Linked DNA regions of Mus musculus: region 2 is linked to region 1. A link is a contact called in public Hi-C data. All regions are on one chromosome and are shown on one strand. Each heading gives the region's core, a stretch centred on a gene start, on an enhancer-like site or on the middle of the called end of the contact. The rest is flanking DNA. Distances are from core to core; before and after follow the strand shown.

Evidence for each region. Hi-C and Micro-C count contacts between places; a contact is called where the count stands out from the background.
Region 2: a Hi-C map of the N1E-115 cell line shows a contact between it and region 1, with 4 times the contacts expected there. The contact joins two enhancer-like sites. A contact is called at or near these places in 6 of 484 Hi-C or Micro-C datasets (the N1E-115 cell line, cerebellar granule neurons, cerebral cortex and 2 more) and 1 of 115 datasets of contacts at active chromatin or transcription factors (neural progenitor cells).

The regions. Positions count from the first base shown.
Region 1 is chr7:96,517,328-96,523,997 of GRCm38.p6, reverse strand. All of the region lies in intron 4 of Tenm4 (teneurin transmembrane protein 4), which reads right to left. Among named protein-coding and RNA genes, the nearest start is that of Gm15412, 180 kb to the right of the region's middle. Within about 2 kb of position 1,502, at least 32 of the 459 cell types and tissues checked have an H3K27ac peak or open chromatin away from gene starts, as enhancers often do. A contact at or near this core is called in the N1E-115 cell line, where this site is marked.
Region 2 is chr7:96,667,065-96,674,252 of GRCm38.p6, reverse strand. All of the region lies in intron 7 of Tenm4 (teneurin transmembrane protein 4), which reads right to left. Among named protein-coding and RNA genes, the nearest start is that of Gm15413, 130 kb to the left of the region's middle. Within about 2 kb of position 1,797, at least 30 of the 459 cell types and tissues checked have an H3K27ac peak or open chromatin away from gene starts, as enhancers often do. A contact at or near this core is called in the N1E-115 cell line, where this site is marked.

The DNA.
Region 1 (6,670 bases), core at 253-2,752:
CCCCGTTCCCTCAGCCTTACCCATAGTCAGCTCTTGCAGATAGCAAGCAGCTGTCTGGGAAGCCAATTCTTGGGATCTGTCCCCGACTCAGAGAGGCTGGGATGCCAGAAGACCAGACCTAGCCAAACATATGGACCTGCAACCTAGTAAAGTCCACAGCTGGGCCACTGGCTGGCTTTTCTTCTGTTCCTTGGAATATTCTGGCAACTCTAAAATAGTTTCAGCAACTTATAGACATTTTCCCAGGATATTCTGGTCTCTAAGGGAACAATCTGCTCTTTTCTCACACTTTTAAATCCCTTTTCTTGGAAGACCAGTTCTTGTGCGAGTACACACACACACACACACACACACACACACACACACTCTTAATTTGGCCCTGGATATGATTAGTAAGATTTCAGTGTATAGACTTTGGGACTGGCTAAGCTTACTGAGTGAATTTTATTTGCAAGTTCTTAATAGTAAAGTTCTAATTATTATTTTTTTAAAAAATTTCAATAATGTATTACATAATAGCAATTACTATACTATTCATTAAATTCATGTTAACTAAAGAAGTAGCTTTCATCTTTATCATCACACCAAGTCCTCCCAGCAACCCCCAAGAGAGGACTCTGTTATCTCCATCCAGTTTACAGATAGGGAAACAGAGGCAAGCTGACTTGCCAGAGGCAGATACTAGTTCTGCACTGCTGGCACGGAGGACAGGGTGAAGACATGGTGCCCAGGGGCCCATTTTCTTTCTTCTGGGCCAAAGAGCTTACCAGGCAGAGCTGCTCCCTCCTCTGTTGTAAGGCCACAGAGGGACTCTATCAGTTCTTAAAGTCTCTGCTTCTCAAAGCCCAGACAACCCAAAATTCCTTGCACTTTATACCGTGGCTTCCTCTCTGGCTTTCCAAAGCATTCCTAGCCAGCTGTGCTTCCTCTCTGTGGTCTGAACAGATAATTAAAGCCCAGATTCCTTCTTCCAGAACATATATTTGGAAAATAAAAATTTTCCTCATTTTTTTTAATCTCACAAACAAACAAACAAACAACAATGAAGAAAACCAGGTCCCTCAACCCTTCAAAATAGAACAAAGGAATCCTAAAAACCATTTACAAGCAGCATCTTACACTAGAAGTCAGGGGAGATCAAACAATAAACTGTCAATACAGTACCAAACAGTGACCATTAGAGTTACCTGGACATCAGTGGCTAGCCACTAACTTCCCACGGTGGTCATAGTCACACATACTTTTTAGAACTCCAACGTGAAACTAGGCAAGAAGCCTTAAAAAATGAACACCACTTGACTTGGAATTGGGAGTCTACAGAGCACAAGACAATAACACCAAAGCATACAGATAACTATAAACTGTGACAATGGGCCAGGCTCTCCTACTTAGGCAGCATAAGAAGTTGTTGAGAAGGGAAATGCCCTCCCCACAACTGGTGAAGGCTGAAAGGGAGGACTCAGCAATCGCAGGTACACACGTCGTTCTCAACTCACATGATCCTCTGTCCTCAGGGCTGTCTGCTGTTTTGCAGTGGCCTGCCCAAGTAGCATTATCTGCTGCCTTCCACAGCATCATCCTGGGTCTCCTGTGTTGCCTCCATCCCATCTCCTGGCCAGTGATAGTCATCTTTCATGGATGCCATGTGATCATATCACTCCCAATGCAGGCTTATTTCTCCGGCTTCCCCCCTCCTCCTAGCAGATCGCCAAGCTCTGCCCCCAGGACCCTCCTGTCTCCTCCCTTCCAGATGCTCATTAAGCCCTAGAAATGTGCTCCCAGTCAGGCACCTGCTTGTGTGCAGACTTTACTCAGCATGAGTCAGAGAACTTGCCTTCCAAAGCAGGCCCTTAACTGGAGATGGCTCCTCCCAAGCATTTGCCTAAGGAAGACTCATCGTGAAGAAGAGCTGGCGGCAGGCCACCAGAATAGGCTCCCACCCTCCAGGAACAGGGGCACACCCGATCCCACAAAGACGAGGAGCAGAAGGAGCACTCGACTAGCAGATGCACATGTTAGTTTGCATTTGGTCCCCTCTCTCCTAGACACATTCTCTTGTTACGGTAGGCATGTGATGTGCCTTGTCGAGGCTCAGGGGCTTCCAGGTGCAAACCAGACCAACATGCCTGGCCCCAGAGTCATAAACAACAGCAACTTTATCACCATTCCGGGACATCATCGCTCTGAAATCGATGTAGCATAGCAACTAGAAAAACCAGAATTTTCACCCCAGCACCCAAACCTATGGTAATGAATGAGCACGAAGGTCGGCTTTACTCATCCTTCAGGTAAGAACATAGAGAGCCCCTTCAGCTCCTTGCTAACTGACCTCAAACAAGATGTCACATGTAGAAATGACCTTGTAAATGGTTCAACAGGGACAAATGTAACCATTTATTCTGCCATGCCCAAACCTGCTTCCTCAAAGCTAGTAGGTACCCCAGACATCACAGAGACATCTTGCCATCAGGTCCCCTTGAGCCTTCCCTCCCTCTGTTTGTGTGACCCCATTGCCCAGCCATTTCCAAAGCCATTGGTTTGCTTCAGGTATCGCCAGGGCTGTCCCTTGGGTGGGGCTCAACTTAAGAGAGGGCTCCTGGATTTTCCTTCGTGGGAATCATGCCTAGTCTGTTTCTTCTGTCCTTTGCAAGGCCTCCCTACGGACTTCTGTGTGCGTTCCACTCTTCACATCATTCTCCCTGCCTTGCCGTAGTCCAGGGTCTGAACTGAAGGTCTATGGGTGTTGAGGACAGAAACGTAGCAGTGTCTTTCTTGCCTTTGTCATGTCTTCTCTTGGGAAGGATGACGTCATCATTTATTTTAGTTTTGTGTGTGTGTGCGTGTATGTGTGCACTCACCATGCATGCATATTTCTAGATACAGGAGAGGGTATTTGAGGAGCCAGAGAGGGTATCAGAGCCCCCTGGAGCTGCAGTTATAGGCAATTGCGAGCTGCCCCACATAGGTGTTGAGAATCAAAGTCAGGTGCTTTGGGAGACCAGTGTGTGCTCTTAACAGCTGAGCCACCTCCCCAGCTCCCAAAGGCCTGGAATTACCATCAGCTACTACACGCAGTCTGTCTTTGTATAACTTTGACCTTGAATTTCCCCCTACTTTTTCTTTAACTTTCAGCAACTTTCAGGCATTGCTTAGGGAAGATCTGGACTCCAGCTCTTTTTATAATTTAATATATTTTTTGAGAATTTTATAGATGAGAGCCTCTACTTCTCCAATTCTTCTTGTGTACTCAGATCCATCTCAAATTCACAAACTCCTTTTTAAAAAATTATTATATAATGTAAACCAATGTCTATTATATTATACATACATCCTTCTGAGCCCATTTAGAGTCACTGCTATGTGCATGTTTAAAGCTGACCACTTGGGTTTGGATCGCCTACCAGGGGGCTGGCCTAGTCTATGGGAAATACTAATTCTCCTCGTCTCAGTAGCTATTAGTTACCTATAGCTCTTCTTCCAGGCCTTGTGAGATTTCCCCTATTCACACTGGCATGTAAACTGGTGTCGTTGTGCAGATCTTATTTAAGCAACCACATTTTTGGGATTTCATGGGCTCAGCTGCTCTGCCATTATCAGATGTCCTGGCCTTTCAGTTTTTAGTGATTTTTCTTTCTCTACTTTTGCGATGTTTCTTGAGAATTAGGTTTGGGGTTGTACTGTAAATGCATAAAGTGGGGCTGGGTACCCCACAGTTAGTTTTTCTTTTTGACCAGTTTGGAATTTCTGTAATGTTTTCGGCAAAAAGAAGCTTCTATGACAAGGGCTGAGAGCTATACTTATCTGTGGGTATAAGCATTTAGAATATAGTTTAGAAGCTATACTGTCTGTACTGTTTTCCTCTCGGGTCTATGACATTACCAGCCATGCAGAGTTGGTTAGATTTACAGTACCAGTCATGAATGTCCTCTAACTGAGTAGGCCTTAGGTACAACTGGATGGGTATTGGTTACCCCCAAGATATAAGTGCCACTACTATGCCCTTGGAACATCTTGCCATGCTGGTCATTGTTGGAATGGCATATAGTACCTCTATCTATATGCTCATTTAAAGTCAAGCTCACTGAGACCTTTTTATATTCCTCATGTCAAGTCCCAGCCCCACCAAGAGTGTTTATGATTTCTAACCTCTCTAACAGGAGATGTAGACAGCCCAGCTGCCTCTGCAGGCTTTTGTCAGCCTGTACCTTTCTGTCTGTCTAATGAGCACCTGCACTGCACTCTACTCAGACATCCATGGAAGCTTTTGTCTTTATACATCTGTGCAGTCATTTGCTGCCCGTGTATGGGGAGACACTGTTCACAGTGGGTCGGCAGCAGCCAAGGACTGTCTGGCTGAACATTGCTTCTAAGGCAATCTTTGTATGGTGGCTTCAGATAGAAAACTGACTAACATTAGCAGCAGTTCTTTCTTTGAGAACTGTAAACTAGGGATAGGAATATGCAAATCATGGGGCCTCTGTAAGCATCAAATGATATGGGAAATTCACTGCATTCAGGACAGCATCTAGTATACAGAAAGTCTTTATTTTGCAGTCTCCACAACCTGGCTAAAAGGTCATCACCACGTGTCCTCCTCCCCTCCTGAACACCACTGACATCTAGTGGTATGACGAAAGAACTACAGGTGTGCTTACCCAATGCTCCAGCCCTTTTCTGGGATTGTAGAATGGCTTATAAGGAAAGTCAGCCAGGTTTCTGGATGCTTTCCCAAGCACTTCCATACTTATTACCTAATATTATCCACACTTTAATCTTTATTGTATATAATAATGGCAAACATGGGATCAAAGGCAGATATAGGGCTGGGACAAGACCTGCCCTGAACAGTATCTCCTAGCTCAGGAAATTTGTCCACATCATTCCCTGTGCCTAGGATACACTGTCACATAATAAATGCCCAGTAAACTATCTGTACAAGAAACGACCCTCTACAGTTTAGAAGTCCACATGATGATAGTTAGTTAGTGGGAAACACCTCCCACTGCCTCCCAAGGTAGGTGACTGAATAGAAGTATTTAGTACAAGCGTTTCCAGCAGACAATGGAAAGATGACTCAGGAGTTAAGAGCATTTGAAGTTCTTGCAGAGGATCCAGGTTTGGTTCCCAGAACCCACACAGTGGCTCCCCACTACTTGTAACTTCACTTCCAGGGGCTCCAATGCCCTCTTCTGGTCTCTGCAGGCACTTGTGTACACATGGCATATATACATACATGCATAAAATAAAAGTAGATAAGATCTAGACAAAGAAGCACATAAATATCCCTACTCCCCCACTGGGGAAAGGAAATTTTCCTGGGGCCCCTGTGCTCCTTGCCTTTTCTTGAGGCCTCTCTCCACTCCCTAGATAGAATGGGTTAGATCCACACAGGACAAGAAGCAAGTCACAAAGTGTAAGTGGATGTGGCTGGGAGAGAGCTGTTTTATCTTTATGTTCTGTGATACTGGGGCTTGAACCCAGGGCCTGGAGCATGCAAAGCCTTATCTCTGGCCCTGCGGTGCTTCTCTGGGAAAGGCTAAATGGCAGCCTAGGACTCCACAGAAGGACAAGAACTCTGGCAAGAGGGGAGCTGCCTGAGACAGGGAAGACTTGAGCATCCAGAGGCTTCAAAGCCAGTAACTTTGTTATGGTTTCTAGGGCAGCTGGGTCGGGGGGGGGGGGTGGGCTGGTGGCATCTATCACCACTAGTCCTAGTAGGACATACTTTCGAAGAGACACAAGAGGCCGAACTCCATAAGGGCTGTAGAAGGCCCGCCCCCAAACCCCAGGCTGAGAATTGGTTTTCCGTCTTCCTAGGACTCTCAGAGCATCCCACATTCTACCTGAGAGCCTCTTTCTGGTATCACAGATGAGGCCCGAGTGCCCCCGGCTCCCCCAACATCAAAGATGAAGTCTGTTTCATCACCACCCCGCCCTTCCCTGGTTGTTCTCAAACTAACTACACCATTTTTTTCCTAGCAGGTAGTAGAGATTGGAACTAATCCTCTGACTATTTATTGCCTGTCATTTCTAACAGGACTGTAAGTTTCTCTAAAGAAATGGTTGTCTTGTAAGCATCCAAGCTCAAGAATAGAGCATTTGTGTACAGTGCAGGAGGCTGGGGTTTGATATATAGTACTACTGGGAGGAGGGGGTGGAGGAGATCTAACAGGGAAGTAGAAGGGAAAGGAGAAAGAAAGGGGGAGGAAGAGAAGGAGGGAGAGACACACAGTGGGGTATTTTCCTACTCAAATAACACAAGAGAATAAAGACTTTCTGGGCTCCTCCCACTCAGGAAGACCCACCATGAACCTTTCAGTGAGAAGCTGACCTTCTATGATTTTGTTTTAAATAAACCGTCTTGAAAGGGTTTACAATATGTACACCCATGCATACACATGTCAGTAAGACACACTTTATAATTAAATTCTGTAATTATACCTACTGATCCCACAACTTAATACAACACAGGTGTGTACAGCCGTAACCCCAACTCTACTTCAAAAGGGTAAAATCACTGTTTTCTTCCCATCAACATACTTAATTGCTGGTGTAAAGCCAACGCATATAGTTTGGTTTCATTTGGAATTCCCACTTCCGGTTACCCACTTCCTTGTAATTGAGTTGAGTTGAAAGTTTATAGACTCATGTTACTTGTTTCCCCTAACAA
Region 2 (7,188 bases), core at 548-3,047, 150 kb before region 1:
ATTGGTCCTTCCATCCATACACAGATTCCCCTTGCAGGGTGAAGGGTGTCACTACTTTTTCCAAAGCTACCATCATCATGGCTACTCTGCTCCAGGTTGCCCCTGTAAGCAGAAGGCGTGGGGCCATGGTCTTTCTTAATGTACTATTCTGCAGCTTCTAAACTCATAGAGACTGTGGCAGTACACACAGGGCCTGCACAGGTCTAAGCCAGATAAGGTCCCAGTGCTGAGAGGAGAAGAAGGCACAAGACCCATCCCTAACCCAGAATCTATTTCCAATTGATAACCACCCAGAAAGGAAAACTTATTTCTCCAGCAGAGTCTCCCTAGGTATACAAATCACACTCAAGGGCAGGCCATGCCCAGAGATAGATGACCAACACAAAACAAACTCAATGGTATTTTTGGAGGAATTAATTTATTTTCATCTCACAATGCTTTATTTAGGCTTCCCCCCTTATATATCTTTTGCTTATATATTATGGTTTCTGATTTAAGTTTTACATGTTTTCTCTGTGTATGGATGTGTGGGTTTCAGTATCCGGGTGTGTTTCTTGTGCTTTTTCTTTGTCTCATTTCTGTTGTCTGTTTGTTTATTGTGTTTGTCCTATTCTGGTTTGTTTGTTTTTATTTTATCTTATTTTTTAGATGCCCGTTTGTATTCTAATGAGAAAGAGAAAGAAAGGGTGTGGCCTTGGATAGGTGAAGTGCAGAGGATCTGGGAAGAGCTGAGGGAGGGAAAACCATCATCAGAATATACTATACAAAAACAACCTATTTGTTTTTAAAAGTACAATAGAAAGAAAACCAGAAAAGAACTATATTTTAGAAGCCACAAGTGTGGAGGTTACAAATGTAGCTTTGCAATCACGTCCATGTATGAAAGATCACGTTTCCCATTTCCTGGCTGTGTGACTGCATATATTGCATAACTTTTCGAATATCCTTTCCTTCACAATTAATGGTATTAAGTCTAGCCTATAATTATGTCATAACTAGGTAGGGGCTAAGGAGAGGCCTTCTGCACAGGACAGAATCCTAGCAAGAGTCGGTCTTGACATAGAACTGGATCCCCAAGCAATTGTCAGAGCCCGTCTGGTCCCTCTTTGCTCAGGTGTACAATGGAGACTGAGCATCTGAGGCTGGAGTGGGCTTCCTTCGCTGTAGGTCTCAGGTTCAGGCAAGAACATGGTGGAGTGGGCCCTGGGTGCCCCACAGCCAGGGCCACGTTTCTTCCCCTTTGCTCTCAACTGTCCTGCAAGTAGACTTTTATTCTAAATGTACAGATACAAAAATTCAGCAAGTACTAACCACCCTCCTAGGATCTGCACAAAGGGCTAGTCCATGCCTTTAGCCCTTTTACTTATAACCCAGACTCTTTCAAAGCTCACTGGCGAATTTGCACCTCACTGCCTCCCACCAGGCTGTTTTAGACATTCACAGGGTGAACTCAGCTGTCAGTTGAGGTTGGAATAGGCAGGACAAAGAAACAGCCATCAAACTGCTTCCGTGTGTGGTGAGTAATTACAGAATCTGCTAAATTACAGTGATTAGGCATTGCCAAGGAGAAGTCAAAAAAAAAAAAAAGTCTCCAGCAACTTTGGAGACGGGAGGGGGAGAGTTTAATTAAACAGCTCCTTGCTACTGCTTTAATCTCTCCCTTGGAAAAACCCACAGGTTCAGAGGGGACAAGAGGGAGGGCAGAGAAGGACCCAGGGAAATCCTCCTACAATGGCGCTGCCTGGGTCTTTAAAGGGTTCCTGGGAAGTTAGTGATGAAATGAGAGATGGTGGCTTTTATTATGGAAATGCAAGCATTAAGCCAAGGATTTGGACCCATGAGGGAGCTGGTAAGGGGGGTCCAGTTATAACTGTTCCTAAATTCCTGCTGGGGCGAGGCCAAGCCTCAAGTGGCCGTAGATTTTCTTTTGAAGGATTTATTTTCCTTATGTCAAAAGTTCACTACCCCCAGACTTTGTCATTTGGGTACAAAAAAAGTGCTTTTTAAAAAGCCACCAAACATTGAAAACAAAGGCTTCTCTGCCATCTATTTTACCAGCAAAGGTTCTTCTAATTAAATTTTGATTATGAACTGGGGAACACAAGTACATTTGTGGGCTGCTCACAGGATTAAACTTAGACAAAGTGGAACAGCTATGAGCCTCTGTCCTGAGTGGATTTCAATTTTATGAGGAGAGCCTTATAGAGAGGGATTTGCTTCCAGAACTAGAGAAGAGCCCGCTGAGCTGGCAATGCCCAGGAAGGAAGTTCTAGGACTGCCTATGATGTGAGAATCTAGTATCCTGTTTAATCTCCTACTGCTTAACCATGAGGACCAGAGTTCAAATCCCAGCACCCAAATTTGGCAGTTCACAAATACCTCCAACTCTGACAGTGTCTTCTAGCCTCCATACCTGCATACACATGTGCACATACACAAAGATACTCACATATACACACAAACAAAAATTTCAAAAGCAAACAACATTAATATTTAAAATAAACAAACACAAAGCTTGTGACATCAGTTAATTTCTATACTCTGCCTACTTTTTCATATTGATACGATGAACACATTTATTATAGGTATACATCGTATAGTTTTAATATGGTGAAATGATAGTTAAGATTCTTAAATGAGAAAGAAACTAATTGATCAAACTTCTGGAAGCTGCTTTGATGACATTACTTTATTTAAAACCTATGTGTGGCTCCAACAAATATCTTTCCCTGCAACTAGTCAGCTGTCATATAATGAGGGCAGTGGCTTTCAGGTTGATCTTAGCATTCATAGATATGTGCTTTGAGACACTTGTCCTTTCTTTTACACAGAGCTAAGAGTTATTTTTCTTTTGGGTATGTGTATTTTTGACAATGACTTCAGGTCTCTGAGTCTAGTGCAAGAATCCTTCAGAAGATGAAATTCTGTTCATGGGCCACTGTGGGTCCTCAAACAAACAAACAAACAAACAAACAAAACAAAACCAAAAACTCTCAAATGTGATAAATATCACCCTGACACCTAGCTAGAAGAACACCCCACCCTAGAATGATGTGGATCTGAGCCCTTTCTTCTGATTGAAGCAATGATTAAAACCAGGCCCCTAGCAAACAATTTGCCACACTCTGACCGTTTGGAGGCAGGATGCTGTCATTAAAAGGTCATCTTTGCAGCCCAGACTGCATAGGGTCCAGGGGAAGGTTCCAAATGGTTGTACTTTCCTTCTGCTGCACTGCCAACAGGATTTAAGAATCCACAGGGCCTCATCTGTTGTTCCTTAAGCAAACAGCTAATGTAATTTGAAATTTCACTTCATCCTTGTGATGGCTGCTAGCAATCCTCCCAGAGCCCATTCATGCTCCCTTTTAGGGAGGTCAGGGCACTTACCCAGAAGCTCTCAAAGTGCTGGAGTGTTATATGGGTTCTCTCTGCCCACCAATCACAAGGAAGGTTACACAGTACACGGTGATTAGCACTCTGCCCGCACCTTCCAAGTATAGTCTGCAAGATTCCTCATTATCTCTCTTTTACTGTGTAAACACACACACACACACACACACACACACACACACACACACACACACACACTATGACTGCCCATGTCCATAATGCATGTTTGGAGGCCAGAGGCTGATGATATCAGGTGTCTTCTTCTATGGATTTTCCTTATTATTCAAGACAGGATCTCTCCCTGAACTGCACTGATTAGCCGGACTGGCTGGACAGGAAGCCCCAGCAAGCCTATTTCTTCCTTTCCTGCCAGGTGCTGGGATTACAGGCATGACACATCACCAAGTCCAGCTTTTATGTTATTGCTGGAATCTTAATTCAAGTCCTCCTATTTATGCAGCAAGCATTTTTACCAGATAAAGCATGTCCCTAGCCCAAAGCCAGCCTTTTTAAAAGGCATGCTAACACTGAATACCACCAGCAGCACTGCTGCATGACAAAGGACACCCAAAGCCTTGGAGGGAGGTGCTGTAGGAAGTGACTATGTGTGAGCTGGGCTGTCCCATTTTAAAGCACACAGCCTAGAGCTCTGCCTTTCTCCACTATGAAATAATATAAAAGAGATGCAGCGGGGGAACGATGCCTGCACTTGCATCAGATGTATCTAGTGAGAAGTACTGGCCGTGGAGACCTCAAGGAAAGAAAAGGCATTTGCCAGTATCCACAGGCTTTTGGCAAAATGTCATCTTATTTAATCTTGACAAAACACCCAGGGAGTTAGGGTTATTGTCCCCCATCAGTGTGTGGTGACTAGCTTCGGGTCCTGATGCTGCTAAAGGGGTAAAGTCATCATCATTTGCAATGGGAAAGTTTTGCTTCTTAAACCAGACGCTCCCGATTAGCTATGTGACCCTAAGCAGGTTAACAAGACCCCTGCACTTCAGCTAGAAATGATGTTAGGAGCTAGGGATGTGGTTAAGTTGAAAGTGTTCACCAGGAATGCAGGAAGTCCTGAGTTTCATTCCAGGCACTGTGTAATGGCGCTCACCTGTAATCTCTTTACTTGAGAGGTGGAGGCAGGAGGATCAGAAGTTCAAGGTCAGTCTGCCTCTATGGTTATGACAAAAATTCTGGAGTAATGCTGACACCTAGTAGACTGCCTGGCACTTGGAAGAAGAGCTAATCAGATGAACTTAACAGACATGGAGATGGCCAACCCAACTGCTTGAACTTAACAAAACCCACAATTGTGGCAAAGTGAAATGAACAACCTACAAAGCAAATGGACCAAGAAAAACACTCTCCTGAGTTGTGGAGGCTCCAGCTCTGGGAGGTCTTAGGCCAGTTCCACATGACCATGAAGCTCATCAGGCCAGGTTTGGCAATGACAGGCTAGTGGGGGGGGGGGGCTCGCACACGCGGGTGGGGGGCAGAATCCCGGATGTGTTCTAAGAAAATGGCAGAATAAATATCACCAATGCCCAGCTGCCTCACTGGGGGACTGGCTGACCAAGCTAAGTCTAGAAATCTTCTACATCCTAGTTTCCTCTTTTGCACAAGGGAGATGGTACGACAAACATCACAAAGTCACTGGGCTTGGGTTTCAATACAGTTGCCATTGAATGTCCTAAAGAGGTGAGTGGGGTGTCCTGCGAAGACTAGAGCATAAGGAAGTTGGCAACCAATCTCAGGGCACAAGTGCCTGCTGCAGGCAGTACTCGTATAAATCGGGGCTGCAGTGGGCCACGGCGGAGCCTGACTCTGGGAGTGGGGGCTGCTCAGTGCTTCTCCTCTGGACAAGTGAGACTTGTTTTCCTTTTCTGATTGAAAGGACCCTACTCTCCTCAGAAGCAGAGGGAGAAAGAAAAGAAAGATATTACAAAGAAGTTACCCAGTCCCTGTACCTAGGTGGGGTGCAGTAAAGCATCAGCAATTACTATTATAATATAGGTTTGGGGGGGTTAACATGCTGAATAGACTCAACATATTATTATTCCTCTTCCTGTATCTACTTCATAGCCTTCAATTAAGGCACAATTAAAGATTAGCTGAGGTTACAAGGTTGGCTGCCCACATTTGCTTTCTTTGTTGGCCTGTGCTCCTTGTTACTTTTATTCAAGCCCCAGGCAAGACATGCGAATACTCTCCAAACTCTCGACCCTGGTAAAGGCAGATGAGATTTTGCAACACCCAAAGAGTGTTGCTGTGGATTCATTCGATTTAAGTCTTAGAGGCAGCAGGGAGACCAAGGAGCTACTGAGGAAGCAAGGATGCAGAGGGTGATAACCCCAGCTGGCTTCTGAAGTGTCAGGGACACTTCTGGGTCTGGTCCAGGGTACCCAGACCTCTGTTCCTGTAGTTCAGGGTAGGAGCACCTATCTGTGACCAGAAGAGACACAAATGTGAGTTCCCCTCACCCTGGCTGTGCTTGGGAAGAGGTCAGGGACCTTACTCAATCTATTTCCATCTACCGACTGCAGGCTGGAGTTTATAATCCCTTCATAGGAAAGGGAGATCTGCTCATCGGGCTCCTAGCAGCAGGCACAGTAAAGATTAGACCTCCCTTATGTCTCTGAAAACTACTTCTAAAAGTAATAAAAGGACCGTCTTAACTACGACATGGCACAGGGCAGGACTTTTGCCAGTGACGGAAGCACTGGTCCTCATGGTGAATCCAGCCCTGGAAAAGGGAACAAACAGAGGGACACCGCTGGAGGACCCTCAGCACAAAGTCCCATCGGGGACTTCTACCCAGACCCTTTTACCCATTCCATAATTTCTTTACCATTTGGGGGTTGAACTAGAAGAACTAGGGGCTCCTCTCCACTCATGCTGTGAGTGAGTCTTTGGTGCAGTGGGGACCGCTCCGGCACATCCCATGAGCTCTGCCTACTTCCCAGAGTGACTAGCACACAACTGCCTCACATGAGGTCAGATTTCACATACTTCAGGGATCCAGCCACTACCTTGAGAGCGCTCACCTGATCTGCTTTTATATGAGTTCATAAAGTAGGCGGTGGGAGATGTGTTAATAGTTTTCATGAGGTGCTACGGCCCAAGATCAGGAGATGATATGAATTATGCTTTGTGTTAAAGCCTGCTTTAATTCTCTTGGGAGGAAGAAACCAGACATATTCCATGTGGATTATTTTGCTTTGGTTTGTGGCAGGGGGTGGGGGGGGGGGGCAAGAAACTTTTGATTTACAGTGTAGAGGGGATTGTGTTATTCTGGTTTTGTTTGTGTATCTGTGTGCACTTTGTGAGTGAGGAAACACGTGACTTTGAAGAGTTTCTTGACCCCTTGGAAAGCAGGAAGGGGAAGGTGGGAACTAAACATCTATTAAGCCCTAGGAACCTTTTAACTCCCTGGGCCTCTGCTCTGTGAGTAGAGCTGTTGTACTCTGCCCACTTTACAGGTGAGGAATGGACTCAGAAAAATAAGATACTTTGTTTGAAGCTAATGAGCCAAGCAAATGTGTTTAATTACATAGTTAGCATGCTTTGTTCCACTTTGTGTGTGTGTGTGCGTGTGTGGGTGTATGTGTGTATGGAGTAACTGTGTGTGGTATATGTGTGTGTGTGTGATGTGTATGTGTGTGGTGTGTATGTCTAGTATGTGTGTGTGTTGTTGTTGATGTTGTTGTTGTTGTTGGTGGTGGTGGTGGTGGTGTGTGTGTGTGTATAGGAAAAAAACAGAAAAATGATACTGAATGCAGAACAAGAGCTAAGGAGCTTGGG